2 separate regions of the Cricetulus griseus genome follow, and region 1 is linked to region 2. Evidence: chromatin contacts called from public Hi-C data. All regions are on one chromosome and are shown on one strand. The core of a region is the stretch at or near the end of the contact, and the rest is flanking DNA. Distances in the headings are between cores, read along the strand shown. Region 1 holds the start of Plcl1 (inactive phospholipase C-like protein 1). Region 2 holds the start of Mars2 (methionine--tRNA ligase, mitochondrial).

Region 1 (6,790 bases), core at 3,838-6,337, 150 kb after region 2:
TCCTAGTAAATCACAACAATTAAGGTGTATATTGGAAAGGACCGTGACTCAGTTGAGTTGGTGTAACTGAAAGTGCTGTATTCTTCCTGCATCACATTCAGTAGAGTTTATCAAGAAAACTGGCCCATCACATTGAAGTATCATAAACAGGTAGATGAGAGAATATATGTTTCCTCACACCTGTCAACTGGTTGTGTTGATAACATACACATTGTGTTAATCAGCTTTCAAACACTGTATTAGATAACTTAAATAAATCAACATGTGGAAAAAGTTCTTTATTTCACAGTTTTGGAGATTTCAGTCTGTGACTTAATAACCTGTTGCTTTGGACCTAAGGTGTGGAACTCATGGTAGAGTATGCTGCCCAAAGACAAGTCTCTTCTTTTGCTACTTTGAAGACTTTGAGAAGGGGCGTATTAAGTTAAGCCAGCCAACTATGATCACATTCTTACCCCTATATTCATAATGCCCTTGCTGAATTATTTTCACCGACAGTCTTTGCCTCCTTTCTTTTTGTGAATCCTGTTGGCAATTGGAAGATGGGAGTGTAATAGGGTGTCCTGTCTGTGGGGATACTTAATTGTATAGTCTGTTATACTGACCTTTATTTGTCTCCTTGAAATACAGTGTGTAATATTTCTGAGAAGTAAAAATTTGTTAATTTTAATCATTAGTGTATCTCTAGTTCCCAGAACTGCCTGGCATAGATAGAACAGGTGTTCTAAGGATATTCACAGGAAGATTTCTGTAGTATTTCATTTAGATAAAGCAATCACTTTGGTTAAAAAATGACTCTGTCGCTTCCTACAAAGTAGGATCTAATCCTCAAGGATCCTAGAATTCACTAGAGAGTAGAAATAAAAGATCAGAGTAAGCATGGGAAAACAAACTGAGAGCATGTGTAAGTTAGAGTAACTAGAAATCTGAGGCAACTGAATGACAACTAGACAGACACATAGCCAGGTCTAATCAACTTGAAAATATATAGCTGAAAGTTGTATCAAGTTTTTCTCTGTCTGACCAGCTAGCTCCCAAATAACCACATGGAGATCTAATTATGAAAGCTTGGCTGATAGCTTAGGCTTGTTTCTAATTAATTCTCTGAGATTTTGGATCACCTGGGACACCCAGTTTTCATTGGGTTCTGATCCCCTTGCTCTGAAAACACACAAACTTTCAAAGGTAACATGCATATCTACATTAACAGAGTATGGAGCTAGCCAGAGAGGATTTTTTGCTTTATGTTTGAGCAGGTAAAATATATGTCACTTATCTTGTAATTTTTTAATGTTTATCTCTTTATGTCTGTAGCCAGATTTTTCAGAGGGTCTTCTCTGATTAAATCTGATCTCTATCTAAATTATGAATTCACAGCCTTTCATTTTCTGTGGAAACAAAGGCATAACCTCTTCCCCAAAGTAATACACTTTTTGAATTCCATTTTAAAGTTAAGGCCTTCTTAAAGTTTCTAGGCTGGTCTAATTTTGCAATACCTTTCACAATCCCATGTCTCCCAGCAGCTGTCATTTTCTTATCAGCAATTTAAAAAACAAAATAGTTTAAAGACAACCTAATGACATATAGGATCCAGATTCCTTGAGTATTTTCTATCTTAATGTGGCTTATTCTTTTTTTTATTGCCTTACTTCTCTCTTTAAAGGCTTTTTTATTATTTTAAACTATTTTTCTGACTATATCCTTATTCTTTTTTTTTCTTAAGCCTACTTACATTGTTAAACACACTGTAACCTGTTAAGAGGTTTTATTATTATTTTTAATGGCTGAACATGCTTTACTGCATATCTGTAGCCTTTTCTGTCTGCATGAGCAAAATCTTAAACCACCACACAACTTAGCTTATGGTGGCCCAAGCCCTCAGGTAGCAGCTGGGAGACTCATCTCCTTGGGACTCCCCCCCTTTCCCCAGAGTTCTCTCTGCCCTAAAAAACCTTCATAGCTATTGGCCATTCAGCTTTTTATTAAACCAATCAAAGTGACATATTCACAATGTACAAAAAGATTATTCCATAGCAAAAGCTGAAGATCAGATAGGTCAGCTTGATGCCGCTCATCTAGGGAAGTCACTTCAGAACTCAGGACCTAAGAAATAGCTAGTGAGGAAACAAAGACTTCCTATATTTCCGAGAAGGTACAGCGGGAAGACTCATTTTGATAACCCCCTTCCATGTGTCAGATGATCCTCTATAATGAATTCTGAATTCTCCAGGTGGTGGCAGAGGCGGGCAGATCTCTGAAACTGAGGCCAGCCTGGTCTACAGAGTGAGTTCCAAGGCAGCCATGGTTGTTACACAGAGAAACCCTGTCTTGAAAAACAAAAAAGCAAAAAACAAACAAATGTGAACTCCACTTTACAGCTAAGGAAACTACACTTAAGTTTCAAGTAGAGGCCTGCAGTGGAAGAAAGTACCTACCACCACCCCTAACAACTTTATTTTAATTCCTAGGACCCACGTGGAGAGAACCGACTCCTGCAAGTTACCATATAACGCCCCCCCCCACATGCACATGTCCAAGTTAAATGAATAAAACATAATTAAAAATTAAGTTTCAAGTCATTTGCTGAAAACTACAACCAGATCAAAAGCAAGGGAATCATTGTGCCCTAGATGGTGATTTCAAAGCCTGTGACCTTCCTACTGCTTGTATTTCTTATAATATGCAAGTTCCGTTTAGTCATGGCAGTCCTGGAGACTGAAAAACCAATCCTACATACCCAGCACCATTCATATGAGTCACGAGGACCTCTGGTAGTGACATCAGCTTCATTTAACCTATGGTTTGGATCTTGAATGTCTCCCAAACCCCATGTATTAAAGGTTCAGCCTGCATCTTGCTTCATTTAACCTATGGTTTGGATCTTGAATGTCTCCCAAACCCCATGTATTAAAGGTTCAGCCTGCATCTTTGCTCTCTTGGGAGGTGATAGACACTTAAGAGTTGGGACCTATTAGGAGTTTTTACTGCATTGGGAGAATGCCCTTGAGGGAAATTTTGACCTTGATCTCTTCTTTCTCAGATTTCTACTCTATGTGAGGTAGGCAGGCATGCAGCAGGTTTTTTAAAATGTAAAATTGTAGAAGACAACAGAACAACAAACAAACAAAAACCCTCTCTACATATATTTTAATTTTCTTAAGGCCAAGTGAGTAAGACAATCTTCATGAAGAGAGGTTCAGTCTTTATCAATTCCGGTGCACTTGTGTTCACAGAAGGCATGAGGGAAGACTGCTAGTGAAGAGGAGATACGAGAGTCCAGCTCGGACATTTGGAATTGAGACAAAACATTTTGCAAACCATATGCTTTACTTTCTGGCCTTTCTTTATTTGAAAGTCCTGACCTTTACTGTTAGATGATACTAATTTTAATACCTTACAATGAGTATAAAGACACACAAACCTGTGGGCCAGGAAATGCTGGTAAATAATGTATCAGAAGGTGACCAGTAAGATAACTGCAGCTTCACCATCTTCAAAGGACAATTCACAAATGGAAATTTGATTAAAGAAACAGAGAAAACTGAAACGTGGAAATCTGTAAAAGACAGAAGTTAGACATGACTGAGTACCAGAAAAATAATAGCCTAAAATCGGTTATATTTCTGAGGACAAAATAAAAATATTTTCTATATATCACAGTTGTGAACTAGCACTTGCTATTTTGGATGTAGTTCTCATCATCTCACTAGAGGGCGGTGTTGCTTCTAAAACCAGAGCTGCTGTTCATCACTAGCACATTGAAGAAAAGGAACATTCAGGTCTTTCCAGTCTCCCCCAGAAGATGGTAAATGTCAAATATGAATCTTCCCAAGAGCCCTATCCAGTTCTGACTGTTTGTAGCCTAAGGCGATCTAGATAAAAAAGTGAAGAGATGTTTCCAGGAGCTGGGTAGCAGAACTAATGTCAGTGTCTGCACTAACCAGTCTTAGACAAAGCTCATTTCTTCTGTTAAATAAAAAGCTGTCCTAGATGTCTCCCACGAACCCAGTGCATCCTTAAAATGCTAGGGTTCTAGTAAATTTCCAGGTCTGCAGGGCTGAAGAATTCCTTGGTACTCTTGGCAGAGTCAGGAAAAACAAAACCTTGAATTACGAAATAGTTAGTAATTGAAATACATTTAATGCTCCAAGTGAGGTTTAATACAGACCTCAGTGCTCCCATTTTTTTTTTTTTTAAATAAAAATGCTGTCTTCTCTAGGGACCTTAGAGCCATTGTCCACATTTGCTCGTGGTGTGGTTAATTCCATTGAATTCCTGCTCCACACAAAGATCTCTCCTGTTGGTCACTATCTTGGTGGAAGGTGCAAAACGGATTTATTTAGAATTAGACGCAGAAATCAGGCTAAACCCTTGTGATATAGGAACGTTTTAGGGTAGAGACTAAGCATGCCAGTGACCTTGTAGTTTTGTGGCTTCCATCCTACTGGTGTTTCCTTAGGTGACGTCCCCAGGGTTTTAGCTGTTCTGCTTCCTCTTACCCCTTTCTTCCCACTCCTTGTCATATTTAGTCAGATTGCAGAGTGAAGGTAGAATCCGCTCACAGAACCTGAAGCAAATTGTGGAACTCCAGGGTTCTAGTAAACCCTAGTTTATCTCCGCATGAACTTGACTTCTAAGGATTGGCAGGAGAGCCTGTATTTAATTCCTGGCCGTGCCAAGTGTCACCACCACACCAAACACTCTGACATTCTCACTTAACACCCTCTTTCTTCCAGATTTTCTGTTTTGCAGTGTTTCCTCCGGCTTCTCCCTGCCCCCATGCCCCAAGCCTCATTTTCGGTGCACCTTCAGGCTGCTTTAGCATTTTTAAACTTCCTAAAATGTACTTTGAGTGCCTGAGGGTGCGCTCACTGGCGCGCGCACCCTCGCCTAGTACCGAGCGGGCGAGCGGGGCCGGGCGGGCAAGGAGCTCCAGAACACATTCCATTCTTCGCGCTCGGGGCACACCCCTCCGCAGTGAGGATTGGTCGAGCCGAACCCCCCCGGCGAGCCTCGGCTCCTGAGAGGTCCAGGCGCCTGCCAATCCCTACGGGCTGTCAAAACAAGTCTTCCCTCCGTGTCACAGGCGAGCGGAGTGGAGGCCGCCGCCGCCGCCGCACTTCCTGGGGCCGCCCGCGCGCGTCGGCGGGCAGGTGGCGGGTGACCCGTCTGCAGTCACCGCTCCGGCGGCGGCGCGCGTCCCAGCTCCGGAGGCTCCTGGCCGGGCGCCCGCCGCCTTTTGTCTGCGCCGAGCGGGCGTTTGCATCACGTCTCCTCCGGTACCTCCCGCTGCTTTTCTCCTGCTTCTCCCTCCCGCTCGCATCTTCTCCCCGCCCCCGCCGCCGGCCGGCTGACCTCCTGGACCACAGCCCGAGGACGCCTCTGCCTCCGCGATGTCTCCTCTCTACAAAGTTGCGGCTGCTGCTGCAGCCGCCGTCCGGCGCTGAGACAAAGTCCAGCGGGGCTTCCTCCCGGTGCCCGAGCGCACCCGTGCCAGGGGCTGGACACCCGGTGTCGGTCGTGCTGTCTCGCCGGGAGTCCCCGAAACGTGCTTGGCCATGGCTGAGGGCGCGGCTGGCAGGGAGGGTCCGGCGCCTCTCGACGCTGCCGGAGGCGAAGACGACCCCCGAGTCGCCGCCGACGCTGCCTCCGGGGACGCTGCACCCGCGGTCTCGGGTGGCCGGATGAGGGACCGTCGCAGCGGGGTCGCATTGCCAGGCGCTGCGGGAGCCCCCGGGGACAGCGAGGCCGGCCTCCTGGAGGCTGCACGAGCGACCCCCAGACGCAGCAGCATCATCAAGGTAAGCGGAGCCGCAGCAGCCCAGAGCATGGGTGTGGGTGTTGGGGAGATAGGGGACCCCGGCAGGATGTTCATTGCCCCAGGCATAGCAGGCTGGGCATTGTTTTCTCCCACCTCTTTCACTGCCAAACCTTCCTGCCTAGTCCGGAGGTTCCCAGACTCAGCTCTTGGCCTTGAGAAGCAGAAGTGACTTCCCCTCTGACAGCCCGGGGAAAAGTTCCCCTCTGCGCTCTGCGCTTCTGCGGTTTTATGGATGCTTTCCCTCATTTTTTTCAGCGAGCTTCACAAACCGGTGGATGGGAGGAGGAAGGGAGAGGACTTGGGATAAATGCAGAGACCTGCGGGGTGGCTGTGCATTCTCCGGCCGAGGGCTGGCTTTTCCTGAACAGCAAAGGCAAAGCACAGCTTACTTTCAAGTGTGTGTGGGAAATCTCCCCCAGACACAAATGGTGCTGAAATCCTGAAAGGTTTGAACTTTGCAGGTAGGCAGGCAGAGTTTGCAGCGGACTCTGCAGCACAGAAAGGTTGAAGGAAGAGCTCAGAGTTTTCGCGCTGCAGAAAACACACATCCGGGAAAATGTTCCCAGACTCCCCTAGCACCCCTAGAAGATTTGCCTTTATCCATCTGCCAAGGAACTGAAAACCTTTCTTCGCCCCGATTTATTTCCACCTTCCACTTTGGACTTGTTTCCCTTGTTTGAAAGTTCATCTTTTGGGCGCATGACTTTGAAGTAAATTTTTTCAGGTAAGACCCCGGCACTGGCTCTGGAAGAGGGCCTCTTAGTGTAGATCCATGTGATTACTGCGTACATGTGAGATTAAAGTAGACCAGTCAGTGAGAATACATATCCATATGCGGATACACACAACACACCACAGACGACAGTGAACGAAGGGCTTGGAAGCAAGGACAGTGAGAGGACACTGACTTGCTGGGTAGGCTCATAGACTCAGAAAGCTTGCTTAGAGTTAAAGCAAGCAGCCACTGTG
Region 2 (6,709 bases), core at 934-3,433:
TAGCTCTAAACTTGAGCCACTTGTGTATATGAACAGCCATTTACTCCAGGGGGTTTCTGTCACACAGGGAAGGAAAGAAGCAGAGCCAGAGGAGTCCAAACATTTTATTTATAAGATGAGAGAAAAAGAGTGCTGCTTAGGTTTGTTTTTTTTTTTTTTTTTTTTGTCAACTTGATATAAGCTAGAGTCATCTAGGAAGAGGTAATGACAATTCAGAAAATACTCCATGAGATTGTCTGTAGGCAAGTCTGTGGGACATTTTCTTAATTAGTGATTGTTGTAGGAGGGGCCAGGTCACTGTGGAAAATGTCACACTAGCAAGGTAATCCTGAGTTGTATAAGAAAGCAAACCGGCAAGCTGTAATGTCAAGCCAGTAAGCCATGTTCCTCCTGGTTTCTGCTTCGGTTCCTGTCTCGCGTTCCCTTCATGACAAACTATAAAGAGTAAGTTGTAACAAATCCTTTCCTCCCTGAGTTGTTTTTGTCATGATGTTTATTGCAGTAATAGGAAACCAACCAGGACAGATAGCATGCTTGCATGCTGAACCACTGCATTCATGCCGATGGGAAAGATAGAAAGAATTGATGGAGAATCCGATTTGTCAGTCGGATTTGTCTTGTACAGACCCCCACTTTTCAATTTTTCCTTCTTTTTAAAACCGGAAATAAACTTTTCATACTATAATTCTGATCATAGTTTTCCTTCCCTCTTATCCTCCCAGATCCTCCCCTCCTCCCACCCATCCAACTCCCTTCTTTCTCTTTAAAAAACAAACATGCCAATAAACAAACAAATCAACCATGATAAAACAAACAGAAAAAGAAAACAAACAAAGCAGTAGAAACACATATAAACCCCTTTCAATAAAAACACAAAATCAGAAACTATAATAGAGAAGCAAAAGACAAGTCAGATAAAAAAGGCACAAACAGCCGGGCAGTGATGGTTCATGCCTTTAATCCCATCACTCGGGATGTAGAGGCAGGCTCATCTCTGTGAGTTCCAGGCCAGCCTGGTCAATAGAATGAGTTCCAGGACAGCCCCCAAAGCTATAGAGAAACCCCCAAAGCTACAGAGAAACCCTGCCTGGGGGGGGAAGCACAAACAAATCATTATGAAACAACATCTCCAAGAGAACTATTAAACTTGTTTTGTGTTGGTCATCTTTTGCTGAGCATGGGCTCTTCATTAAGTGTGATTCTTGTACCAAGTAAAACTCAAATGGAGATGGCTTTTGGGTTAAGGATGTGAGCTTGGGTCCCTGTCTCCTCTCAGCACTGGGACCCTACCAGTGCATGCTGCCACAGTCTCTGTGCATCACTCCGTCCTATCATGTCTGGAAGGTACTGTTTTCTTGGTGTTGCCCATCCTCATTGGCTTTTACAATCTTTCTGCTTTCTCTTCATAGTTCCCTGAGCCCAGATGGCAGGGGTTTGATGAAGACATCCTATTTTGGACCAAGTGTTCCACCGTCTCACGCACATTTTACAGTTTTGAGTCTCTGTATTAGTTCCCATCTACTGCAGGAGGAAGCTTCTCTGATGATGGCTGAGTGAGACACTGATTTATGTGTATAGCAGAATGTTGTTAGGAGTCATTTTATTATTGTTTTTTCCAGCAGAACAATAGTATTTGGTTTTCCCTTAGATCCATGGCCTGTTTAGTCTCATGTTCTTGGCCATCTGACTAGTGTCAGGTATGGGTTTCAGTTCATGAAGCATGCCCTAAGTTGGTTACCTACACAAACCTTTTTTCCAGTGCTTATGCGTCCCTAAAGTGCTCTAGGAAATTTCCTTCTTTTCATATTTACTTAGATCCTGAGATAAAATTTAAGTGGGTTTTTCAGATGTTGACTAGAGTATATGGGGAGGCTGGATTTGTGTCCTGCATTATGCTAAAACGCCTCAAAATATAGAATCTTACCAACAAATTCAGTCCAGAACCGGAAACAGATAGCAACGTGTTAAACTGTCGCTCAAAGCATAACATTCAGGACACGCTTCTTTTGTCATCGGCCGTGACAGGAAACCCAACATCCTACCACTCAAAATCTCCCGCCGACCAGCGGCTCTTGCGCGCCGTTCAGGAAGCCTGAAGAGGGAGGCGCTATGGGCGGGGCAGTAGAAGCCAGCGCTCGGCGTTCATTGGCTTCCGCGCCGGAAGCTGCGGTGCCATCCAGCTGCGCACGCGCCCTCTCACGTGCTCGGGACGCGGTCACTAGGGCTGGAGCCGGCTGGCACCATGCTGCGGCAGTGTGCTCTACGGGTGCTGTCGCGCACCCGGGCGGCCCCCGGCTGTCGCCGCTACGGTTCATGTTCGCCAAGCGCCGGTGGCGACACTGGAGAAGCGCGGGCCTACTTCACCACGCCCATTTTCTACGTGAACGCCGCGCCGCACATCGGGCACCTGTACTCGGCGCTGCTGGCCGACGCTCTGTGCCGCCACCGTCGTCTCTGCGTTCCCGGTTCTGCGTCCACGCGGTTCGCCACCGGCACGGACGAGCACGGCCTGAAGATCCAGCAGGCGGCAGCCACCGCGGGTCTGTCCCCAATCGAGCTGTGCGACCGAGTGTCTGCCCAGTTCCAGCAGCTTTTCCGGGAGGCTGGCATCTCCTCCACCGACTTTATCCGCACCACGGAGGCCCGGCACCGGCTGGCCGTGCAGCACTTCTGGGAGGTGCTGGAGGCACGGGGTATGCTGTACAAGGGGCTTTATGAAGGGTGGTATTGCGCCTCCGACGAGTGCTTCCTGCCTGAGGCAAAGGTCACTCGGCAGGTGGGTCCGACAGGGGATCCGTGTCCTGTGTCTCTCGAGAGCGGACATCCTGTCTCCTGGACCAAGGAAGAAAATTACATTTTCAGGCTTTCCCAGTTTCGAGAACCACTCCAGCGGTGGCTTCGAAACAATCCTCAGGCGATCACTCCGGAGCCGTTCCACCAGACAGTTCTTCAATGGCTGGAGGAGGAGCTGCCAGATCTGTCCGTTTCTCGAAGGAGTAGCCACTTGCACTGGGGCATTCCGGTTCCCGGGGATGATTCGCAGACTATCTACGTGTGGCTGGATGCTCTGGTCAACTACCTCACCGTAGTTGGCTACCCAGATGCAGATTTCAAGTCTTGGTGGCCAGCCACATCTCATATCATAGGTAAGGACATTCTCAAATTTCATGCCATTTATTGGCCTGCCCTTCTCTTAGGGGCCGGACTGAGGCCACCACATCGTATCTATGTCCACTCACACTGGACGGTTAGTGGCCAAAAGATGTCCAAGAGCTTGGGCAATGTGGTGGATCCCAGGACTTGCCTTGATCGCTATACTGTAGATGGCTTCCGCTACTTTCTCCTTCGGCAGGGAGTTCCCAACTGGGACTGCGACTACTATGATGAAAAGGTGGTTAAATTGCTGGACTCTGAGCTGGCAGATGCCTTAGGAGGTCTTTTAAACCGGTGCACTGCCTACAGGATAAATCCTTCTGGGACCTACCCATCTTTCTGCACTGCCTGTTTCCCCAGTGAGCCAGGGTTAACGGGACCATCGGTTCGTGTGCAGGCCGAAGACTATGCACTTGTAAGTGCGATGGCCACTTTGCCCAGGCAGGTAGCCGACTATTATGATGACTTTCAGATTTATAAGGCTCTGGAGGCAGTGTCCAGCTGTGTTCGGCAAACTAATGGTTTCATCCAGAGGCATGCACCATGGAAATTGACCTGGGAAAGCCCTGAGGACGCCCTCTGGCTGGGTACTGTGCTTCATGTGGCCTTTGAATGTTTGCGAGTTTTTGGAACCTTGCTTCAGCCTGTTACTCCAAGCTTAGCCGATAAGTTACTGTCAAGACTGGGCGTCTCTGCCGAAGAGAGAGGCCTTAGAGAGCTCCACTTCCTACCTCGATTCTATGGACACTCATGCCCCTTTGAAGGGAGAAAGTTGGGACCTGACACTGGGCTTTTGTTTCCAAGACTGGACCAATCCAGGACTTGGCTAGTGAAAGCTCACAGGACCTAGAAACAGTTCTTACTGGCTGATGGTAAAAGGGCAAATGTATTCTTTTTGCATTTTCAGGAACGTTAAAGTGTTTAGAAAGTGTTGTACTAGGTGAGTACATAACCTGCGCACATCCTTAAGAGCCATTCAGGTACCAGGTACCTAACCCACTCTGTGTCACTAACCACTGTTGACAAGTGTCTGAGGAGGATGCCTAAGGAAGGGGACCAAGTTCCTTCTCATTGTACCTTCTCCCAAACCATGGTCCAGACTACCTCTCATGGCTTCTAATACTCAGGCTAATTGACACAGCCCCTCCTGCAGCTGAAGGTAGACTGCAGTCCCTGGCTGGTTTTCACAGGTCAGCCCTACTCTTCAGACTACATGACTTTTGCCCATGTTCATTCTCATTTTTTAAATTGCTGAGTTGTGCTTTGTAATACTACACTTCATCCAGTAGATGGCTCTGCTCTCACACATTCAACTACTTATGAGTGGTTTCAGAAGACTGAGAATCATTTCACAGATCTTTAGAATTTTACTGTTATTCTTAAAGGATAACTTTGGAACCACTGCTATTTTAACAACACAAAGATACTGGAATTTTCATTTTAAAACTACTAAAAATGACATGTACAGTAAGTAATAAGTAAAGATAACAGGTTATTTCCATGATAAAACTGTAGAGCTCTTTAGGTACACTATGTATTACAAATATTAAATTTCAGTAATGATTGTATGTATAATTCATCTATAAAGCCCCCAAAAGGGCAGTATTCTCTTTATATTTATTTCCTGACTTATCCATAATTTACCTCATATGGTTATTTTTGGTCAATCAGGATATATAATACAATGTAGAAATTATGTAATAATTATTAGTATATTTATGTTAATTTTTGTTCATTACTTCTCTTTTTGAGACAAAGTTTCACTATATAGTTTAAGCAAGTGTACCACCATGCCTGTCTTTTTCTTTTGTTATTAAAGTTTGATTGTAAACAGATTATTCAGATGTTTGGTTACATTTACTGAAGGTAATATTGAAGGGAGAAAATGAGCAGAGCTCTCTTCAAGGCCCCATAAAAGAATGGAGAAGACGACTCCAGTGACTAGAAGGGATAAGTCACTGTCACATCTCATAGGGAATGGGGCAGACAGCTAGGCCACAGTTGAAAATGCAAGCTTGCTTTGGAACATCCATTCTAAGTACAGTATCAGGCAGAAAGGGCTCACCAAGAAGTAAACAATTGTGCAGGCACTTTCTCCCAGACTTATCTTATGTGTCACCATTTAGTTCTAGTTTCTATTAATTAGCAAAGTGACAGGTTGTAGGTTGCTAGGAAGCACTGTTTGGAAAAGAATGCTTGAAGGCATAAAGCATAAAGGTGGAAAGACCACTTCCACACGTGTTCCATTGGACTCCTTGTATCATTTTATGCTTTAGATCATTCCAAGTCTCCACAGGGCATACTCTAGTTACCTGCTAGCATCAGTAGAGTAGACTTCTGGGGCACAGGGCACAGTCTCTTGGGGCTGGAAAGTGATGCAAGTTAGCTTGTGTTTCCCTAAAAGGAAGACATTTAGTGAAATTCTAACCTCTTCTTTGGTGAGCCCTTACTGCAGTGTTGTAGTTCCTGCATAAACTCATTGTATCTTCCATAGGCGTCTTCCTCATATCCCAGTGGAGCTTGGCTTGCTGTTAGTGGAGTTTTTGCAGACTGTTACTTGTGAAGGCATTTAACTAGCTGTTAGATACTAGGAGACAGGAGACCAGAAAAAAGATGGTGTAATTATAGCCCCCAGGGTATTTTAAGTGGAAGAGTGTGGTAAACTAGATCCTACTTCTGTGGTGATCAGGAAAGTCAAACCAAATTCTGTAATAGGCACAGTAGGTAAAACAAATAGCTTTTGTTGTACACATTTGTGTTTGGCTTGACAGTAGTTTAGAATTGCCAAGTGGAGATTTACATTAAATGGGAGGGTTTGTACTTCCAAGGTGAGAGGCTGGGGGCTTCTTAACTACTTCTGGAAGAAGTGAATAAAGGTGGAGATTAGTGTGATCCTCATTCCAGAAATGTCATCCTGTATATGGTATCTTACAGAACCTTCTACTTTACATTTTTTATTTTCTTTAAACCTCAAAATACTCTTGTGATTCTCAAATAGTCATTTTGGTGTACTCTTGGAGGCAGTATTACAGGAAGTGACAGCCCAGCCTAGATCAGGTTTTCAAGGGCTGTCACATTAGGAAGCCGTGAGATACTAAGTACTGCCAGACAAACAACAGCAGATCTCACCTTCTGCCTATATCTGTGAAGTCATATAAGCAGCAGCAGGTAACGTTTATGTTAAATAGTATTAGTAGACATTTTTCTAATTGGAAAACCCATGTCTGTAGAAGCGGCAAGTAGACAGAATCTTTGATTGCACCAAAACTACAGTCATTTTATAAAGAGACATTTTTCTTATGAATCTATGAGCTTTAATAGGTGTCAACAGGCTAACAGACCATGAAGTTGATGCCAAGTTGTGTGTAAGTGCACAGGCTGGAAGATGGGCCTTAGTACAAATTTGTTTGATGGGTTTTGTTTTGGCCAAGATTCTACCTGTAATTACAACGGAGTTTTTTAGTTCTAGAAGTTCTGACACTGGAATGGGCATTAGTTGATCATATTGCAGGCTTCAAAAAAGGATGACTCAAGAAGTAGGTGAGTTTATAAAGAT

Evidence for each region. A called contact is a pair of places that touch in the nucleus more often than the background predicts.
Region 1: a contact with region 2 is called in a Hi-C map of fibroblasts, with 4 times the contacts expected there. The contact joins the promoter of Plcl1 here to the promoter of Mars2 in region 2. A contact is called at or near these places in 3 of 8 Hi-C or Micro-C datasets (the CHK-Q cell line, fibroblasts and liver).

What each region holds. Positions count from the first base shown.
Region 1 is chr2:409,801,360-409,808,149 of CriGri-PICRH-1.0, forward strand. Plcl1 (inactive phospholipase C-like protein 1) reads left to right here and starts at 5,088. Exons shown (of 6, transcript XM_027396911.2): 1 at 5,088-5,801. The coding sequence starts at 5,559.
Region 2 is chr2:409,650,328-409,657,036 of CriGri-PICRH-1.0, forward strand. It overlaps Mars2 (methionine--tRNA ligase, mitochondrial), which reads left to right and starts at 2,184. Exons shown (of 1, transcript XM_027396910.1): 1 at 2,184-4,991. The coding sequence starts at 2,243. The coding sequence ends at 4,003.